2 separate regions of the Ctenopharyngodon idella genome follow, and region 2 is linked to region 1. A link is a contact called in public Hi-C data. All regions are on one chromosome and are shown on one strand. The core of a region is the stretch at or near the end of the contact, and the rest is flanking DNA. Distances in the headings are between cores, read along the strand shown.

Region 1 (3,597 bases), core at 792-3,291:
AGATCTGAAAAACTCTCCTCTTTCACAGGAACTTCTCTGAATGATGTCTTTATGTCATCCAGACTCTCAACAACCACAACATCCATGGACATAGTGGCTGAGAGTGATGGCTCTCCATTATCAGACACTGTAATAAGAAGTGGGTGAGATTTTAAGTCGTTGTCACTCATTCGTCTCTTAGTCCTTATTTCTCCAGTGCTGCTTCCAATGCGGAAGAGATTAGTTCCTTTGGGTTCACTCATATGATAAGACAGAAGAGCGTTATATCCAGAGTCAGCATCAACAGCTCTGATCTTGGCTACAAAGTATCCCGCTTCAGCAGAGTAGGGAATGTTCTCAGTATTAACTGATCCAGGGTCAGAATAAGGCGGTAAAATAACTGGACTGTTGTCATTCTCATCCAGAATAAACACATTTACAGTCACATTACTGCTCAGAGGAGGAACACCAGAGTCTGTTGCCATCACTTCAAACTGAATCTTTTTGTTTCTTCGTGATTAAATGATTGCAAACTGAATATTTCTCCACTCAAAGAGTTTATATTGATCAGTGTTGTTATAGGAACACTGGAGCTGGAACTGTCTAACAGTGAATATGAAAGTTCTGCGTTCTCACCAGTGTCTGAATCTTCAGCTGTCACTTTTGTCATGAGACCTCCAGCTTGACCATTCTCACTTAGAAAAGCGTTAATAACGGGTGCTGGGAAATGTGGAGCATTGTCATTAACATCAGAGATATGTACAGTTATAACAGTGCTGCTGGAAAGAGGCGGAGCTCCTTCATCTGCAGCTGTAATTGTGATGTTATACTGAGAAACACTCTCTCTGTCCAGAGGTCCGTCTACCACTAGAGAATAATGATTGTTATATGACGTCTCCAGTTTGAAAGGAAACGAACCTTTCAGAGCACAGTGTACAATGCCATTTTTACCTCCATCTTTATCAGACACTGTGACTAAAGCAACAGCAGTTCCTGACTTTGTGTCTTCTTTCACACTTTCCAAAAGAGCAGTCACAGTTATCTCTGGTGCATTATCGTTGTCATCTATAACTTCTATTAAAACTTTACATTGTGTGCTCTTTGGTGGGCTGCCTTTGTCTCTTGCACGAACTCGTAACTCAATAGCAGGATTTTCCTCATAATCAATTTGCCCTTTTACAACAATATCTCCGGTCTCGGGGGTAATGGTAAATAAATCTTGCTTTTTACCATGATCAACAAACGAATACACAATTTCACTGTTCATGCCTTCATCCAAATCAGTGGCAGACACAGAGATAACTTTAGTACCAGCAGCAACATTTTCTTTGAGTTTGACTTTATAAAGAGGTTGACTGAACACTGGGTTATTATCATTAATATCCATGACGTTTATAATAATATTTAAAGCCCCTGATTTCGGTGGTTTTCCTCCATCTACTCCAGTGAGTACTAACTTAATTGTCGCTTGTTTCTCTCGATCTAAAGCCTTGTTCAGCACTAACTCTGCAGACACACTCTGGTCTTCACTCTGTGTATCTAGACTGAAATGTTCATTCGGACTCAATTTGTACTCTTTCAGAGAATTACTGCCAACATCAGAGTCCTCGGCTACAGGGAGAGGAAATCTCTCTCCAGGGCTTGCGTTTTCGGTAATATTCACAGTAAATATTTTAACAGGAAAATGTGGCGCATTGTCGTTTATATCCAAGATCTTAATCTCCACCCTGTAAAGATGATGAGGATTTTTAGCGAGAGCTTCTATATTCAAAGAGCATTTCTGATTCGACACACATAACTCCTCACGGTCAATCCTTTCATTAACAAACAGCACGCCAGTTTTCAGATTTACGTCAAAATACTTCTTATTTGATCCAGTCACAATCTCAAACATGCGAGATTCCAGGTCGTGAACATTTATGTTCAGATCTTTCGCTATATTCCCAACAACTGTTCCCTTATTTACCTCTTCCGGTACGGAATAGACGATCTGAGCAAACGCAGAATCCAGCAAAGAAAGGAAAAATATAAATCCACACTCGAAATATCCCATAAATGCCATGATGGTCATTCACAACTGGCTTGAGGACAGAAAAAAATGAACGCGAGAGAATCGAATATTTCTTCCTTGCATTAGGAAACACGAGACGAAATAGAAACCTGCATCATGTCTCAACGACACACACACTAACACCGAGAGTCTGAGAGAGAGAGGCTTCAGAGTAAAGCCTATAAACCTTAAACTGACGGTCTGCAGTGACACCATGTGCTGAAATTATGCCATAACAGGAATATTCTATTTCCAAATCCATTGAAGAAACACATGACGCATTTGAGTTGAAATGACAACACAAAATACAAGTCAAAGTTACGAACACTAGAAAAACAAGACTATAATACATCATTATCATCTTAATTAGCCAAAAATAGAGAAGCACATGTTAAAATTCCTCATAAATGTAACCTTTTCACGCTACAATTCATATTGATGTGTTGCTGTCCATGGTACTGATCGATGCAGTCACAACCCAATAACACCATACAGTTAAATGCGATATTAAACCAGTCAACCACAAATACAAAAACACACAAGTACATACATACTTCAAAATGTCAATTCATTTATGGTTAAATGAGTATTAATGCCGTCAGTACTGCTGAATTAATTACTAAAAATCACAATATGCGCATGAACTCCTAAGATCCAGTGATCCGTCTTGTAAAGGATATAAGCAATTAGTTATTGTATTATATAGAGCAGGCATTGAATTATCCGGTGCAACATTACAAGCGCTTTTAGTTATACATAGTATGGTTCTCTTTTCAAAACATAAGACTTATAAGTATAAGATATACTTTAATATAGCTTACTATAAATCTATATTGGACAGAAAAAAATAAAAATAAAAATACAAGCCGCTTTACTAGAAATGTAATGCCTTACCTTTAAATCTTTCGGTAGAGTTTTTTTCAGCAAAAATGAATCTTCATCAATTATGCTTATCAACTCGCCATCTACATGTTGGGCTGGTACAGGAAACACTACTACGTCACTCTTTATCGTGTCTGAGCTAAAACACACGTCGTACTGTTGAGTAGATTTAGAGAAGGACCAGCTTCCGTCTGGATGGGTGCTGATCACTGGAGCGCTGTACCTGCTGAAACTGCCGTCTGTCCTGTAGCATTTAGCTGCTATCAAACCCACGAGACTCAGTAAAAAGATGACTGATACTGAGACAATAGCGATGAGCAGATACACATTCAGATCTGAAAAACTCTCCTCTTTCACAGGAACTTCTCTGAATGATGTCTTTATGTCATCCAGACTCTCAACAACCACAACATCCATGGACATAGTGGCTGAGAGTGATGGCTCTCCATTATCAGACACTGTAATAATAAGTGGGTGAGTTTTTAAGTCATTGTCACTCATTCGTCTCTTAGTCCTTATTTCTCCAGTGCTGCTTCCAATGCGGAAGAGATTAGTTCCTTTGGGTTCACTCATATGATAAGAGAGAAGAGCGTTATATCCAGAGTCAGCATCAACAGCTCTGATCTTGGCTACAAAGTATCCCGCTTCAGCAGAGTAGGGAATGTTTTCAGTATTAACTGATCCAG
Region 2 (3,597 bases), core at 698-3,197, 210 kb before region 1:
AAAAAAACAAGAAGCAACCCAAAAATTATTCCATTTATTTACTTATTCTAACATTTCATCTTGTCTTTTCTAATGTTGTCAATTTGTTTCATGTAGTATTCGTGCATTGCAGTATTATACTATATCATATTCTGTACAAAAACATTATTGATGTGATTTTTTTACTCTGTTATAGCTTCAATTCTACCACATATTTCACATTCGACTTTAGCAAAACAGTTCACACAAATACACCAAGGTTATAAGTCTACACATATTATAGAAATAATTTGTAAAAAAAAAAATATTATTTTTATTATTATTATTTAATAATACAAATCATATATTAAAATATATATAAAAAAGTATTATTATTATTATTAAATTTTTAAGCAGACATACAGAGACGTTTAGGCATAGAGAATTTATTAAATGCAAAAAACAGCATGTAAAATCATTATTACAGTTACTGACTTTTCCATGCAGTATAAGCTTAATACAGCATAAGTGTGATTGTGAATTTCTAAAAGAGCAACCAGTTATGTAGATTGTATTTATATAATTGAAAATTCAAAACTTAAGTAGAAAAAGAGCACAGATGAGAATGAACATCCAGAAGATCAACAAAAGTGTCCATGTTTTAATACAGCTGTGAATGGCAATGGTTGATCACTATAATGGGTAGATAAGGAATCCACTGAAAGTGCTGAGGTTACCTGGACTGTCATAGATGGTGTAATCTGGGAGGAGCTTCATACAAACTACATCACCCACTTCCAGCTGCAGGACAACTCCATTTGATGCGAATCTGTGCTGATCGTGATGATGCCATTGTCCCACTGACACAATCTTCTGCCCATTTTTATGTAAACTTGCACCCATTGACTGGTTTTTTTGAACACCACATGCAGTGAATCTGAAGTAGTAGACTCCTTTAACTAGTGCAGTGAAGAGACCTGCCATTGACAAAACCATCAGATCAAATGTAAAATGGGTCTAAAAATCAGAATTGGAAAATTTCCTTTAGGTAAGACATTGGCTATAGCTCAGAGTACCTGTTGTTGGGTTGTAGTTGTTACCAATATTTGTGAAGATATTGTTGAAGGTCAGTGTGATCTCAGTTTTCTGGGGACCTAAATTGCCATGGATCCCTAAGTCAGCTGAAAATGCCACTTTAGGTTGTTCTGTGCACAGAAAATAAAATAAGAAAATAATTTAAGCCCTTTAATACATACATAACACCAGAAAAAAATAAAATGTTCAGAGTTATTGTGCATTAAAGGCAGACTGTAAATAATACCTTAAATATTTATACTGTATAAAAAGGACAATTTTGATATAATTCGATTAGTTTACCTGCAAGTTCTCTCTTAAAGGCGTCCAGCTGGGTTTCACCGATCTTCATTCGCTCATATATCCCTAAAATTATTCAAATCGTTAATTGTAGCTTAAATATATATTTAAAGAAGGAATATGATGCAGTTTCTATGTGAAATAAAGTTCTTAATTATTTTTTTTTCTCCCCACACCAGAACATATCATGCTTCTTAATAAGGCATTTAAATTTGAATTTTCACACAATTTGTTACATTCCATTTTCTAAATACACTTTTGAGTACCTGCATTCTCTTTCTTCAGCTCCAGTATTTGTTCTGCCATTTCTATAAAACATTACAAGTCTATTTATTTAAATGACTTATTTAATGTTGCATTGTATTGAATGTGATTTCCTTTATTTTAAAGATAACTATTTAAAGGGTGACAGAAGATGCAACCACTAGTACTAACTTGCATTGTCTTTCATTGTCATATCCAACTTGTCTCTTAAATCTCTCATCTCAGACCAGATGTGGGGCTGGTTGATTTCTCCATTGGCCACCAAATAACTGAGTGACAGACAGCACAGCATTAGCAGAGCAACACTCACCTTCATCCTGAGAGACAGAAACTCTTGGGTTTATGAAAATAACACATATTATAGGCTTTGAGGTAGTTAATCATTACTACTCATTATTGACACAGATATTTCTTATCTAATTAAATGGCAGAAAGTACTGAGTAAAGCCAAAGCTCAAGGTTAAAGACAAAACAACTCAAAAGTTTATGTAAATATTAACACGCACAGTATATGGATGTTAATGATTACCACTATTGACATACATTTCTCATCAATACAAATACAGAATCAAAATCAAATTAATCAAAGTGAATCCAAACTCCTAAGTTCTGTTTGTTTCTGAAAAGCGTGTGCTCTTGAGTTTCTGTGGGTAAATTAATCTGAAATTATTTTAAGTAAAACATAATGATATAGTGTAACATAAGAAGCATAGACTTCTTTTTATAGACGTTCCCTGCAGTGAGCAGAAATAATCTGGTTTACAGTTTTTCTTAATTGCTTAAACACATTTCTTGAAATTATGCCTCCTTTTCTCTAAACACAAAACCATAACTTCTCACACAATTCCCCAAACTTCCTATTGTCCGGTCAAAATGAAGCTCTCCACTCAAAACCATTCAATCTTGTTGAAAAACCAAACTTTGTTGTCAGACATAACACACAAGCCCTCAAAAACACACACACTACAACATACACTGGTGAGATAAATTCAAAACAATACTACAAAGAGCCCTAAAAACAATACTACAAAAAGCCATACACAAGCCCTAAAAAACACACACACTACAACAGTCTTACACACTGGTGAGATAAATTCAAACAATACTACAAAAATCAAAAGCCAGTAATAAGTTATGTTGCTTGTGGTTCTCCCCCTCAAGAAACATTTCACATGATGAAGTGTATACATTTGTACATTTTTTTATTCCTTAATGTACTGTACAGTACAATACACCAAACAACAAAAAGTATTCTGCCCCAACATCCCATCTTTGATCTGGGACAGGCCAGAGAATCTTGTCAAGGCTATATTGGCCCCAGCCAACATCACAGGCTATATTGGCCCCATGCCATGGCCAAATAGCACTAAAAGTGGTTAATTGGCTCGTAATCATAGGGGAACCACTTTAAGTGCTATATAGCACCTCAACCACCCCAAAGAACCACTGAAGAACCAATTTTTTTTGTGTGTGCATGCAGCACACACACACACACACAAAAATCCTCTTGCATGCCTGATCCATCAACTGAAATGTTTAGTCAGACTTCTTCCATTCCATCATCTCTGTGTCCTACAGAGATAGAAGTACTGATCACTGTAACTGTAACACATGCTTTTTACAAAATGGAAGCAGACAGAAACTCTATCTGTATGTGAGGCAATTTGATGCATCTCTTTTCATTACAGTAGTATAGTGCAACAGCTACAGTATATGTATGCGTTGTAACAAAATACAGCGCTCAAAAGTAACTGTAGAGTACACTGAGGTACAGCTACCCATTTTCCTCCCTGAAGATTCTTATGATCGAGGCGACGGTGAAGCAACAGTTTTTCTCGATTGCTTAAACACATTTCTTGAAACTATACCACATATTCTCAAAACAGTAAACACAAATCCATAACGTCTCACCCAATTCCCCAAACATCCTATTTTCAAGTCAAAATGAAGCTCTACACTCAAAACCATTCACTCTTGCTGAAAAAACAAACTTTGCCCTCA

What was found. Hi-C and Micro-C count contacts between places; a contact is called where the count stands out from the background.
Region 2: a contact with region 1 is called in a Hi-C map of muscle, with 4 times the contacts expected there. The contact joins the promoter of cbln17 here to the promoter of LOC127520173 in region 1. A contact is called at or near these places in 2 of 2 Hi-C or Micro-C datasets (both in muscle).

Annotation. Positions count from the first base shown.
Region 1 is chr10:33,297,382-33,300,978 of HZGC01, reverse strand. LOC127520173 (protocadherin-10-like) reads right to left here and starts at 2,041. Exons shown (of 1, transcript XM_051908072.1): 1 at 106-2,041. The coding sequence starts at 2,041. The coding sequence ends at 464. The region is part of intron 1 of LOC127521235 (protocadherin alpha-C2-like); the gene reads right to left.
Region 2 is chr10:33,505,454-33,509,050 of HZGC01, reverse strand. It overlaps cbln17 (cerebellin 17), which reads right to left and starts at 1,947. Exons shown (of 5, transcript XM_051911186.1): 1 at 1,768-1,947; 2 at 1,599-1,640; 3 at 1,336-1,398; 4 at 1,035-1,163; 5 at 385-935. The coding sequence starts at 1,912. The coding sequence ends at 652.